Regions from separate parts of the Sus scrofa genome. Here region 2 is linked to region 1. A link is a contact called in public promoter capture Hi-C data. All regions are on one chromosome and are shown on one strand. Each heading gives the region's core, a stretch centred on a gene start, on an enhancer-like site or on the middle of the called end of the contact. The rest is flanking DNA. Distances are from core to core; before and after follow the strand shown.

Evidence for each region. Promoter capture Hi-C pulls out the DNA fragments that hold promoters and counts their contacts.
Region 2: a promoter capture Hi-C map of fetal liver shows a contact between it and region 1, with 8 times the contacts expected there. The contact joins the enhancer-like site here to the promoter of WAC in region 1. A contact is called at or near these places in 4 of 5 promoter capture datasets (fetal liver, fetal skeletal muscle, liver and 1 more), 8 of 47 Hi-C or Micro-C datasets (alveolar macrophages, blood, embryonic fibroblasts and 3 more) and 2 of 2 datasets of contacts at active chromatin or transcription factors (alveolar macrophages and skeletal muscle).

What each region holds. Positions count from the first base shown.
Region 1 is chr10:39,929,926-39,935,529 of Sscrofa11.1, reverse strand. WAC (WW domain-containing adapter protein with coiled-coil) reads right to left here and starts at 2,968. Exons shown (of 14, transcript XM_013980205.2): 1 at 2,705-2,968; 2 at 1,786-1,822; 3 at 74-269. The coding sequence starts at 212. LOC100621751 reads left to right here and starts at 2,186. Exons shown (of 5, transcript XM_021064279.1): 1 at 2,186-2,192; 2 at 2,225-2,427; 3 at 2,738-3,142. The coding sequence starts at 2,186.
Region 2 is chr10:39,985,826-39,991,429 of Sscrofa11.1, reverse strand. It overlaps WAC (WW domain-containing adapter protein with coiled-coil), which reads right to left. Exons shown (of 14, transcript XM_013980205.2): 5 at 919-1,034; 6 at 270-382. Among named protein-coding and RNA genes, the nearest start is that of WAC, 56 kb to the right of the region's middle. Within about 2 kb of position 2,194, at least 5 of the 83 cell types and tissues checked have an H3K27ac peak or open chromatin away from gene starts, as enhancers often do. A contact at or near this core is called in fetal liver and liver, where this site is marked.

The DNA.
Region 1 (5,604 bases), core at 1,719-4,218:
TACCTTTTGTTTTATACAAATTTTTTACTAAGAATAAATACATGTGAAAGTTTAAACAAAAAAAGCTACTCACCACCATCCCTCTCTCTAACTCTGTGAATATGCACGTTTTTGGCCTTACTGTGACCTGTACTGTCACTGTATTTGTTTTCAGGACTATCAGATCTCCGCAACATTTTATTTGGTGGTGAAGGATCTGCGGCGTCTCGCATTTTTTCATGTCTGTGATCACCACTACTGGGGTGACTCTTCGATGAATACTTAAGTGCCTGTAAAACATCACCCCCCCAAAGAAAGAAAGAATTGACATCTTAAACTTTCTAAATTAATTTCATTACAAAATTTGGTATATAATTTATGTTTTATGAGTTTAGATCAATAAAACTAAAATTTCCTCTTTCAGGTCTACCTTTAAGTTTTACAGACAATACCTAAATGCCTAAGAGTTACTATAAGGCTCCTCAAGTTGTAATACCTTATGTTAAAAAAAAAAAACCCATTCATTATCTTATAAATACAAGAAATCAAACAAATTATCTTATAAATACAAGAAATCAAACATGTTGGGACATTCACTTCTCAATAAATTTTTCTGGAAATTAAAAAGTTTAAAGAAAAGCAGAGTCAGAGTACTACTGTAATTTGTTTCTGCTCTAAAACTGAAATGCATATAAATAAGTATAAACATGTTTCTGCAAACCAACAAAAAAAAAGGGAGAGAGAACCCATCAGGTTTTCCAATTCTTGGATTTAAGCAAAGCATTTCAGACCTAACAACTACTCTTGCAGGTGGCAGAAACAATATTAAGGTATAAAAATGCTGACTGATATTTCTGACATTATCTTAGTGGAACTTAATGGAACTCCCTCGCAATAATCTAGCATATGTAGACATCTTTAACGTATTTAAGACAATGATGATGTAGCAGTCTCTTAAAATGTGTGATTAATTAAATTTCAGAGGGCCTGATTCAACAGGGTTTAATCTTTTAACACATTACAGAGGACCTAGGGTTTTTTTTTTTTTTTTAACTTGAGCTTTAACAACCCATGGTAGTCAGGAACAGATGTAACAGCCTAGAAACCTGATGTAGAAAGTATTTACTTCTAGGGTCCTCTGAGTTACCAACCATTATCCCCACCCCACCCCCACGACGGCCCGGACAAGTGGGGCCACGTCTATCATAATTTTTTGAAATTTTAGATGCAGTGACTGCAACAACAAAGAGGAACCTATGTACCTAGAACCGTCTACATTAGAATGAATTACCCAAGTATCCAAAGACCTCAATTCCTATAGAAACAAAAGCGCCATCTTTCATTAGTAAGGCACTTAACTGCACCAAAAACAAATTAGGAAGGGGTAGTGGTTTACAAAACACTTCAGAGCTGCCAATCAATTAGTGGCTTCTTCCCTGGCCTTCCACCTCATTTCCGTCGCTTCACCTTAACTTTTAGTTCCCCAACACACATAAAGCCGGCTGAGAAATCCCCTATTACCTCGCCCCACCAATCCCCTCACATACAAATAATCGAGTCAGGTCGTTCTTAGCCGAGAACGACTTTTCCTAAAAAAGCCTGACCACCCCCCCGGTCACCTGTCAAAAATCAGTCTCGAGGGCCCGTCGGGCGCCGAGCTCGGGGCCCGGGGGGCCCGCGACGCCCGGGTGGGCTCCGGGGCCCCGAAGGGCCTGCAGCGACTCGCGAAGCCTGCGCTCGAGTAGCAGTTCCTCCCCCGCCCGCCCAGCCCGCCCGCCGCCCGGCCCTCCGCCGCCTCGCGGGTACCTGGTAAGGCTGCGAGTCCCCCCTCCGGTCGTGACAGCTGAAAACAGGAAGAGAGGCGACATGAGACGCGGGCACGGCCCGGCCCCCGCGGAACCCCGCGCCGCCCCGCGCTCCCGCGAATGCCCGGTCGGGCCCCGCGCGCTCACACGCACGCACACGCGCTCACTCGCGCTCACACTCACACGCGCGCCCGCCCGCCTGCACTCGCCCGCCGCCCGCCGCCGCCCGCGCGGCCGCTCCCCCCGGCAGAGCCCGAGCAGGGTTAACAACAAAAATGGCGGCGCGGCCGGCCCCAGATAAGGAGGCGCCCCCCCGCCGCCCGCCCGCAGCCCGGCCCGAAACGAAAAGACGATTTACCCATCACTGAGTCTCTGCTGTTTCCTCGCATACATTACCATCAATGCCCGGCCTGTGAGCGTGTGTCGGGGAGGGGGGACAGCGGCCGCGAGGCGGGCGGCGGGCGCGCAGGCGGCGGGCGGCGGCCTCCGGCGGCACAGGGCCCGGCGCGCCCCGACGACGCTCAGCACCTCCCCGTTACTGGCGCCGGCGCTCCCGGGCCATCTCCCTCCGCCCGCACCACGCTCTCGCTCAGCCGGGCAGCGGCGAACCGGGGGGAGGGGGCAAGAAGACGCGTCCGGCTCGGCCCGCGGAGAGCGACTGCCCCCTCCGCCTTCTCCCCCTCCCTCTCCGTCGCCTCCGCCCCTCCTCCCCCCGCCGCCACCGCCGCCGCTCGGGTCCTTCTCCTCCTCCTCCTCCTCCTGCCGCCGCCGCCGCTGGTGCCGCCGCTGCCGCTCCACCAACTACATCCGGGCAACTCGGCCTCTGCGGCCTTCGGAAGCCCTCGGCAGTTTCCGCCGCGCCCCTCCTCTCCCACCCTCGCGCGGCTCCGGAACGCCGCCTTCGGCAAACCTCGGCTCACCCCGGCCCTCCTCTTCCTCCGAGGCCTGGCTAGCCTCCTCGCGCGCGTCAGCTCTTTCCGGTTGCCGCCACAGAACCCCAGCGTACGTCCGGCCGCCACCGTTCCAGTTTAGGGGTCGTCGGGCTCGGGGAGCCGCCCGAGGCTGGTCGTAGGGGCCCTGGGGCGCGCGGGGAGGGCGGCGCCTTGGGGAGGAGGCTGGTGGGGCGCTCGAGGAGCCATCGCGGACTAAATAAGGGCGGCGGCGGCGGCTGCGCGTGCGCCCAGCGGCGCGGGGGCGGGGGCGCCCTCGGGGAGAGCGCGGGCCTGGTGCTTCGGCGGCCCCGGGCTTGCGGCGGGGTCGCCGGGGGGACGCCCCTCAGGCCTGCTCTTAGGAGCCGAAGTCGGGCCGGGGCGCCGTACGCGGGCAGGGCCCGGAGCTGGGCCTTCGGCTTCGTGAAAGTAAGTCTCACCCGGAAGCGTGCTCGAGCGAGCCTCAGCAAGGGGGGCGCGGGGCCTGCACCCCCAGAGGAAGAGCGAGGGCCGCTCGGCCTTTGGGTTAAAACGACCGAGCCTGGGACGCACGGGTGGGGTTACTTGGGAAAAGAATCGAGGCGCTTCCGCATCCTTGCTCCTAACGTTTCCTCCCCTACCCCCTCCTTCCTTTATTTCCCGTTTTTCTCTCTTTCCGTTCCTTTTCGCTCAAATGCAGTCATCTGGAGGTTCTGCGCGGCTTAGGGAGAGCTTAATGAAATCTCCGCAAACTACATTTTATAGACTGTTCCAGGCCCTATAGGAACATTTGCACATTGGGAGGGGAAAAATCAAGTATCACCACCCCCAAATTAGGGCTTTACTTGAGGGCACTGGTATTCAGATGGTTTTCTTTTTCTGCTCTAAACTTGTACGGCAACATTGAGTGAAAAAGATGATGATAAAGTACACAGCCGTTTACCTGGAAGAAAAAAGCTAAATAGGAAACAAGTCAGAAGAAACAAGATCCCTCCAAAAAACTTATTTATTTGGTATACAACCAGTTGCATTATTTGTGGCATAGTGAAGATACGGAATCATGTGAGGAAAAGGCCCTGAAATCACCACTGATCGAAAAAATATTAATTATGTAACCTTATTTGTCACATTACATGTCAAATGTTAAGATTATTGCTCTTTGTGAGAACCTGTAAAGGACTATTTAATGCCCACTGAAGCTGTCAGTAATTAAGAAAAAAACTGCCAGTGACTGAAATGAGAAACACAAAACAAAACCTGGAGCCTTTTTAAAGTGCAATTTCTAATGTTTTTGTAACAAATATGTTGAAGACAAAAGGCATCAGATTTGTAGGCTACAGAAAGTAATATATGGAGAAACTTTTTGAAAACTGGCAGCAAAACGTATTACTCATTTTTTTTTAATGATTATAAATGTCTGCTGAGCTTGTTACGGTTTGAGCAAAAGCAGCAAACGGGGCTACAGAGGCGACTGCTATGGTCAGTGTAGTCATTGGTCATTCCTCACAGATTCTCTATTCGCAAATTCACCTGCTCACTAAAATTTATTTGTAGTCAATATCCACAGCATTCATGGATGTGCACAGCAAAAAAAGTATTTGCCTAACAGGCACTGCTGAGATTAAAGGCGGCAACACTCAGCGTTATTTCACCTGAGTAAACAAATTCGATTTTCACAATATACAGAGTGTTAGGTTTTTAGCTTTTTGGGGTGCTTTTTATTGGTGCTTTTCCGATTTTAAGGGCTGTCACCCCCCAGCATAGTGCTGAAGTCTTGTCTAGTATTCCTCGGCACGGGAAGGCCATTCTTTGTGGAGAAAATATGTTCCCTGCATAAGGTTCCTTTATGTGCTCACTTGACGTGAATCAAGTGCTCATCAACAGTACATAATAAGTGGAGTTCCTGTCGTGGCACAGTGGCAAAGAACCCGACTAGTATCATGAAGACGCAGGTTTGATCCCTGGCTTTGCTTAGTGGTTTAAAGATCCATCGTGGCCTGAGCTGTGTGTAGATGGCAGGTGTGGCTCGGATCCTTCAGTGCTGTGGTATAGGCCCGCAGCTGTAGCTCCAGCTAGACCCCTAGCCTGGGAATTTCCATACGCTGCAAGTGCAGCCCTAAAAGGACCTAAAAATATATATATGTAGTAAGATGTCTAGACAGAAACACAGCAGCATTTGCAGCATATGGAGGTTTGCAGGCTAGGGGTCGAATTGGAGCTGTAGCTGCCAGCCACAGCCACACCAGATCCAAGCCTCATCTGCAACCTCACCACTGCTCACAGCAACGCAGGATCCTTAACCTGAGTGAGGCCAGGGATCGAACCCAAGTCCTCATGGATATTAGTTGGGTTCGTTACTGCTAGAACTCTCAAAGTTATGTATTGATCAGTTAACAAAAATGTGACCAGACTCACAGGAACCTAACCCTGTATTTATTCCCCCAGGAGCAGTTCAGCCTTCGTGAGAATCAGCTATTTACTGAAGGACACTCTCTAAATGTTAAGCCCGTTTTTAAAAATATCATTTCACTGCCTACCTTAGCTATTCTGTTACCTGTTGTTATGACTCCTTTGGAAACACCTTTGGTCCTTCTCTCTCTATTTTACCTTCCTTAACCACAGCCCTGCTCAATTCACTATACCTTTGAGAAAAAACAGCCGTGCTAACTCACATGAACTCCTGGTGCTCCTCACCTGCTCAGGCTAATTTCCCTAATCCATTTACCCTGCGCTCTGAAACAGCTGTTTAACATCCTCTAGAGCTTCACTTCTCCCAGCCCTCACTACTGTTTCTTGTTTCTCCAGCAGGAGTCAGATCTGTAACAATTCTGACCTACTCCCACCCTTACACCTACTAACCTTCCTGCATCTAAACACACTGTTAGCCTCCAATCACGCCATAGAATCAAAAC
Region 2 (5,604 bases), core at 945-3,444, 57 kb before region 1:
GTAACCAAGTCAGTGGCATTACAGCCACTATGAGAAGTGATGAATACTTCTCACAGTGATGAATATGTGTGTACTATTCTACTGTGTACCCTTTCCCTTTACAAAAAACATAGATTATGAGGGCAGATCCTACATAAAAGAAAATTCCTATGTTTCTATTTATTTTAGTTCACAGATATAAATGGTTATGCATATAAATCTGTAAAGCAAATGAACTGCAGGAATGAATCAAACATCATATTGGTTCAAAGAAAAAAATTAATACTTACTTCCACTGGCAAACCCACTAGTGGCTGTTGCCTGCATCACCTCTCTTCTGTAATCCCTATCTTTTGGGAAACTATTAACTGCCATCTTGTTTGCTTCTTTTTGTCTCTGCTCTCTAAAAACAAAAAATAAACCCCAAAAATTTACAACAGGTGCAATGAATCTACATTTAACAATTCTTTGCGAATGTGCAATTTAACAGTACATGGAAAATAAAAAAACAGGTTTCTCACTGACAGCAATATCATACCAATTATTTATATGTCATTAACCCTACAACCAAAACTGTATAATAATAATTAGACATTTATAAAGGAAACTTCTCATCCTAAAAGCATTATGAAGATTTCTAGTATAAATCATAAGGAAGATGTATAAATGCAGATTAATATACATTTTTAAATTAAATATACTGATTCATGCACAAGGCCCTTGTGGACAGTTGTTTACCTATCCTAGTTTTTTGTTTTGTTTTTTAAGGTAAAGAGAAATTATGGAAAACACAGACAATGGGCTAACCACTGCAATTAAAAAGGGGAGTGATGAGCACCACACTAAGAAACCTAAACTTAACAATGTTTAGCATTCTAAGATGGTAGCCTATAGAATCAAGAATGAGAAATAATGTTCAATTACATTAAAAGCGGATACCTTTCAAGCCACTCTTTTGGTTTTTCCCATTGTGAAACTTCTGTTCGACAATTGTAGTAGTATTTTTTCCCAGAAGAGCTAATATGTTCAGACCAGTCATCTGCAGAATCATAAGGCTTAAAAAATACATTTTTAAAGATTAGAAAATGTTACTAATACTTAATATCACTTGATATGAAATATCGAGAACGTCGATTGTTTTCAAAGCATACATATGAAAAAAGATTTGTGTTAAAGGTACGCTGATATAAGATGTAATTATGTGTGTATACCTCCTGGGAGAGCTTAGTCTATATAGACCTTAAAGGATAACAATGGAAAACCAATTGCTAAAATATCAAATTAAACAGATTAGTAGTTTATGAGGCCCAGGAACAAAGACATGAAATCAACATCACCTTGACTTTAGAAAAGCATTACAAAAGCTCCCCATCATCACAGCTTTAATTGCTGAAATAAGTCACATGGAGGGAGGTTAGAGAACCCACTCTCAAATGACTGATTTGACAGCATGAGAAAAGAGAAGATCCAAGCTCTTCGCAGCAGAAGTAGTGATCACACAGACTTTAATAGAGAACAACCAGCCTGTATTCAATGTTCTTATTAGTGAGGGGAAAAAAACACAGACACACACCCAAAAAACTTTAATGTAAACACAAAGCTAATTACAAGCTATGACTTTATTTCTCCTCCAAAATCCATGAGATGGGTCAAGTAAGAAATAAATCCTGTCTCTCATTATGGATTAGCAGTATCACTCATTTTCTCTTAACTCAATCTGGTGGAGCCCTGACATGAAAATAAATTAAAAAATATATACTTTGACAGCCCATCCTTCTTCTGGATTTACCACAATGTAGAGGGTCAGTTCTAAAGCTTGAGCAAAGGAATCCTTATGCACTGCCTACTCAGCTTTAATTTACCGCCTGAGAACAAGCCAAGAGAACTTCCAGGTTGTTCACAGGTCACAAAACTAATTAGTGGTAGAAGAAAAAATCTGCTGTTTTTCCAATAAATCAACACTAATTTTGGAAATGTCCTAGTAATCGTGAGGACCCGTGAAGAAATACTACAGAATTTGCTCTGAGGTTTACATCTCAGAATAATAAGGCTGCTGGAAATCAGCCCCATGCTTCTAAACCTTCAAAATCAGTAGACAGTTAATTCTCAATCCCCTAGCTTCCAGAAGGCTAGGATCAGAGTGGTCTAAACCAGCGCTCTTCAAATTGATGGCTGTGTGAACTGTGTGACCTGTGCTATAGGAAAACGAGCTTGCATCAGAATAACTATCAACATACTGCTTCCCCAGCCAAAGGCATTGCTCTACAAAACAAACACTGCTCAAGTAAACAGTGCACTTCATGACAGTTAATTTCCATTCTGGCACAACCTCCAGGACAGTTAAAAGTTCACAAATCAGAACCTTCGTAAGCAGGGGTCTATCATATCCTGGGTTAGTACAAGTTAATGTCTGTCTTAATAGAATGTGCTCCAAGGTACAGCGCTACACAGTAACATACTAGCAACTTAAGTTCATCTTCTCCACCCTGCTTCTATCCTCAAAAAAAAAAGGTTAAGGAAAAAATCTTTTAAGTAAAAGGGTAATTTTTAAAATGCCAATAGCAATTCCTCTTGTGACTCGTCGGATTAAGGACATGACTTGTATCCAGGAGCATGTGGGTTCGATCCATGGCCTAATTCAGTGAGTTAAGGATGCAGTGTTGCTGCAAGCTGTGGTGTTGATTACAGGCACGGCTCAGATCCCATGTTGCTGTGGCTATGGTGTAGGCCGAAAGTTGAAGCTCCGATTTGACCCCTAGCCGGGGAACCCATAAGCTGTGAGTGCAGCCCTAAACACACAAACACACACACACACAGCCAAAAGACAAAATCAATCTCTTTTTTTCAGCTTTACTGGGATATAAGTGACAAAAAACTGTAAGACATTTAAGTGTACACCTCAATGATTTGATATCCATATACATGGTGAACGGATTCCGCTCATCTAGTTATTAACACATCCGTCTCTGTCACCCCAGTCACAGACTTCCCTGTGAGAACATTTCAGCTCTACTTTCTTAGCAAATTTCAATTTACAATACAGTGCTATCAGCTACTTACCAAGTTATACATTAAATTCTCAGGTTTTTTAATTTTAAAAATATCTAAAATTAAAATGAAATGTTTGCAGGCCTTATGTTTTAAGTTTTCTAAGAAATTAGGCTTGGTATAGTTGCCAACATGTGCTCTAAGGCAACGGTTCAATGAGTGCTGCTTGGGAACCCCTGAGGGACTCCGAGAGATCATTCACAAAAACATAACTAATACTGCTACAGATATTGCTGAGACAATTCTATCTTCTGCCTCCTCATTCTATCAAAAGAACACAGTGGTGTTTCCCAGTGGCTTTACAGGAAATTTGATATCACAGAAGACTGGATGTAGAGCAGCTATGACATTCTAGTTATCTTTTCCCATCGAAGTTAAGAATTAAAGAGATGGTCAATGTCTATTTTTGTTTCAGAAAGTTATTTTTCATAGAAATATATTACATGTATTGACATGTAACAATAGCTTTACAACTTTTTTAATAAATTACTTTTCAAATTTATCAGTTTAAAATTTTAATATAGTAAACGATGATAGTCCACATAAATGAAAGTTCTCGATTTTAATGAATGTAGAGGTCTTGAGACTAAAAAGTATGAAAATGGCTGCTGTAAAATAGCACTAAATAATTACTGAAGCACCTATCTGCTCTTTCAATTCAGAATGTCTTAAAACTCCTACATGAAAGCTGCTTTTCTCTTCTTAAATAAAAAAAAGCATCTCCCTATTTACTCTCCCTGAAACAGAGTCCCACCACTCCTTCTCAAAGTTAAGCTATAGAAAACAAAGTGTTAATTTTGGGATTTAATTATGGGTTAATGAAGAATAGTTCATTAAATAACATCAAAGATGGCATTCCCTGTAAAAAGAACTTCTTGGAGTCCTAAGAATTCTATGATTAAGTAGACTATCTTCAGGCAAGACTGATTACAGAGGACAGATCTTAAGTGCCTCAAACTTAAAAAACTCCAAAAGGTATTTAAATTGAAAACAGAAGATATTTAATTAATAGCTAGGGGAGTTGGTGTATAAATGCAAAGTAATCTAGGATTGAATTTAAAGCACTACCAACAAATGAAAATTGGTGAAAGATACTTAAAAGGGAAGATTCCAATTATAATGTCTAAATGGAAATATTTTTTTTCCCCAAGTAAAGAGACTCTCTGAATAAAGAGATCTCTTAAGAAAATCAGAAATATGCATAACAATCTAAAGCAGCCTACGTGATGTCTGGGAGTCCTATCATGATTTAGACTAGGAAGGAGGAGGCATTCAAAAAGGCTAAATATTTAGATTCAACAAGGCCTAGATATTTACTATGAACTGGGGGGGGGCGCTCTGTGTTAAACACCATAATAAATGTTCATCTTAGAACTTAGCAGGGAACTACAACGTGACTATCTTAACACTGAAAAAATTAGGCAGTTTCAACTCGTCTTTCAACAATTAACTTAATACAAATCATCCGTACGACCAAAGGTCTGTGTACCTAACTTCAAATAATACTGCTACCAATTTTCAAAGACAGATTTAAAACTTCAAAAGCGCAAAGGAAAATAAAAACCCACTTTAAAAAAAAGCTATTCCATATTTTAACATGGGTTAAAATAATGTGTTGACCTGGGTTACCTAATACGAATCTGTTCATTTCTTCTTTCATTATGAATATAAATGAGAAGTAATTTTGTTTATTACCAATAAACTTCCATTAGAAGTGATTTTAAAACAGTTACAAATAACCTTCAGAAATGTTCAAAAGCTAGCTTCTCAGATAAGATTAAACTTATAGTTTGCAAAAACATGCCCACTGAGTACATTATAATGAAAAAGATGACTTGAAGGTTAATTATATGTCTAGAGTTGAGATCTACAGAAAGTGGAACCTTGATTCTGAAAACACAAGATATTTATTTAATCCATCTTCAGTTTCCACTCACACAGTGAAATACCAACACCCTTTAAAATTTGGATCTTTCAAGCTTATCTAATGCCTGTTATTTATTCTTTCTAATTTTATCATGTCAATCCATTCCTTATTTTTCCTAAATAAGGGATTTTTCCCACCAAAACAATGTCCACATGGCCTTTGTCCTAATAGCAGACAAATACCAAATCTGAATTGTCAGTGATAAAGGGAACCTTAGGTTGGCGCTACTTTGTTAAATTAATAGGGCCATTTTCCACAAAAATGTAGATACTCATTGTAAAACCTAAGTCTACCTTTTGGTGAAAATGCTTCAGCACAACAGTGCGAGGTCAACACCGTGAAGGTTGAGAGCCGCTGTCTCAGCCTCAATACCATCCGTCTATCTTCTGTTGTGATGCCAGGGCTGGGATAATGCAAATTACATTCTATTTAGCCAGCTGGCTTCCTGTCAGATCCTGCCAACACTAGACATTAGAAGAGGACTGAAAGGCAGGAGAGGGGAGAAGCCTGGAAGGCACAGCTGGTTCCGGTTCCCAGCTGTCCACCCAGAAAGAGAACCCGCTTCCTCACACGTCTCAGAGGCACTATCATCAACCATGCAGGATCCTCCTCTGAGCTGTTAGGTTCTGACAACCTCCCCCACTTCCTTT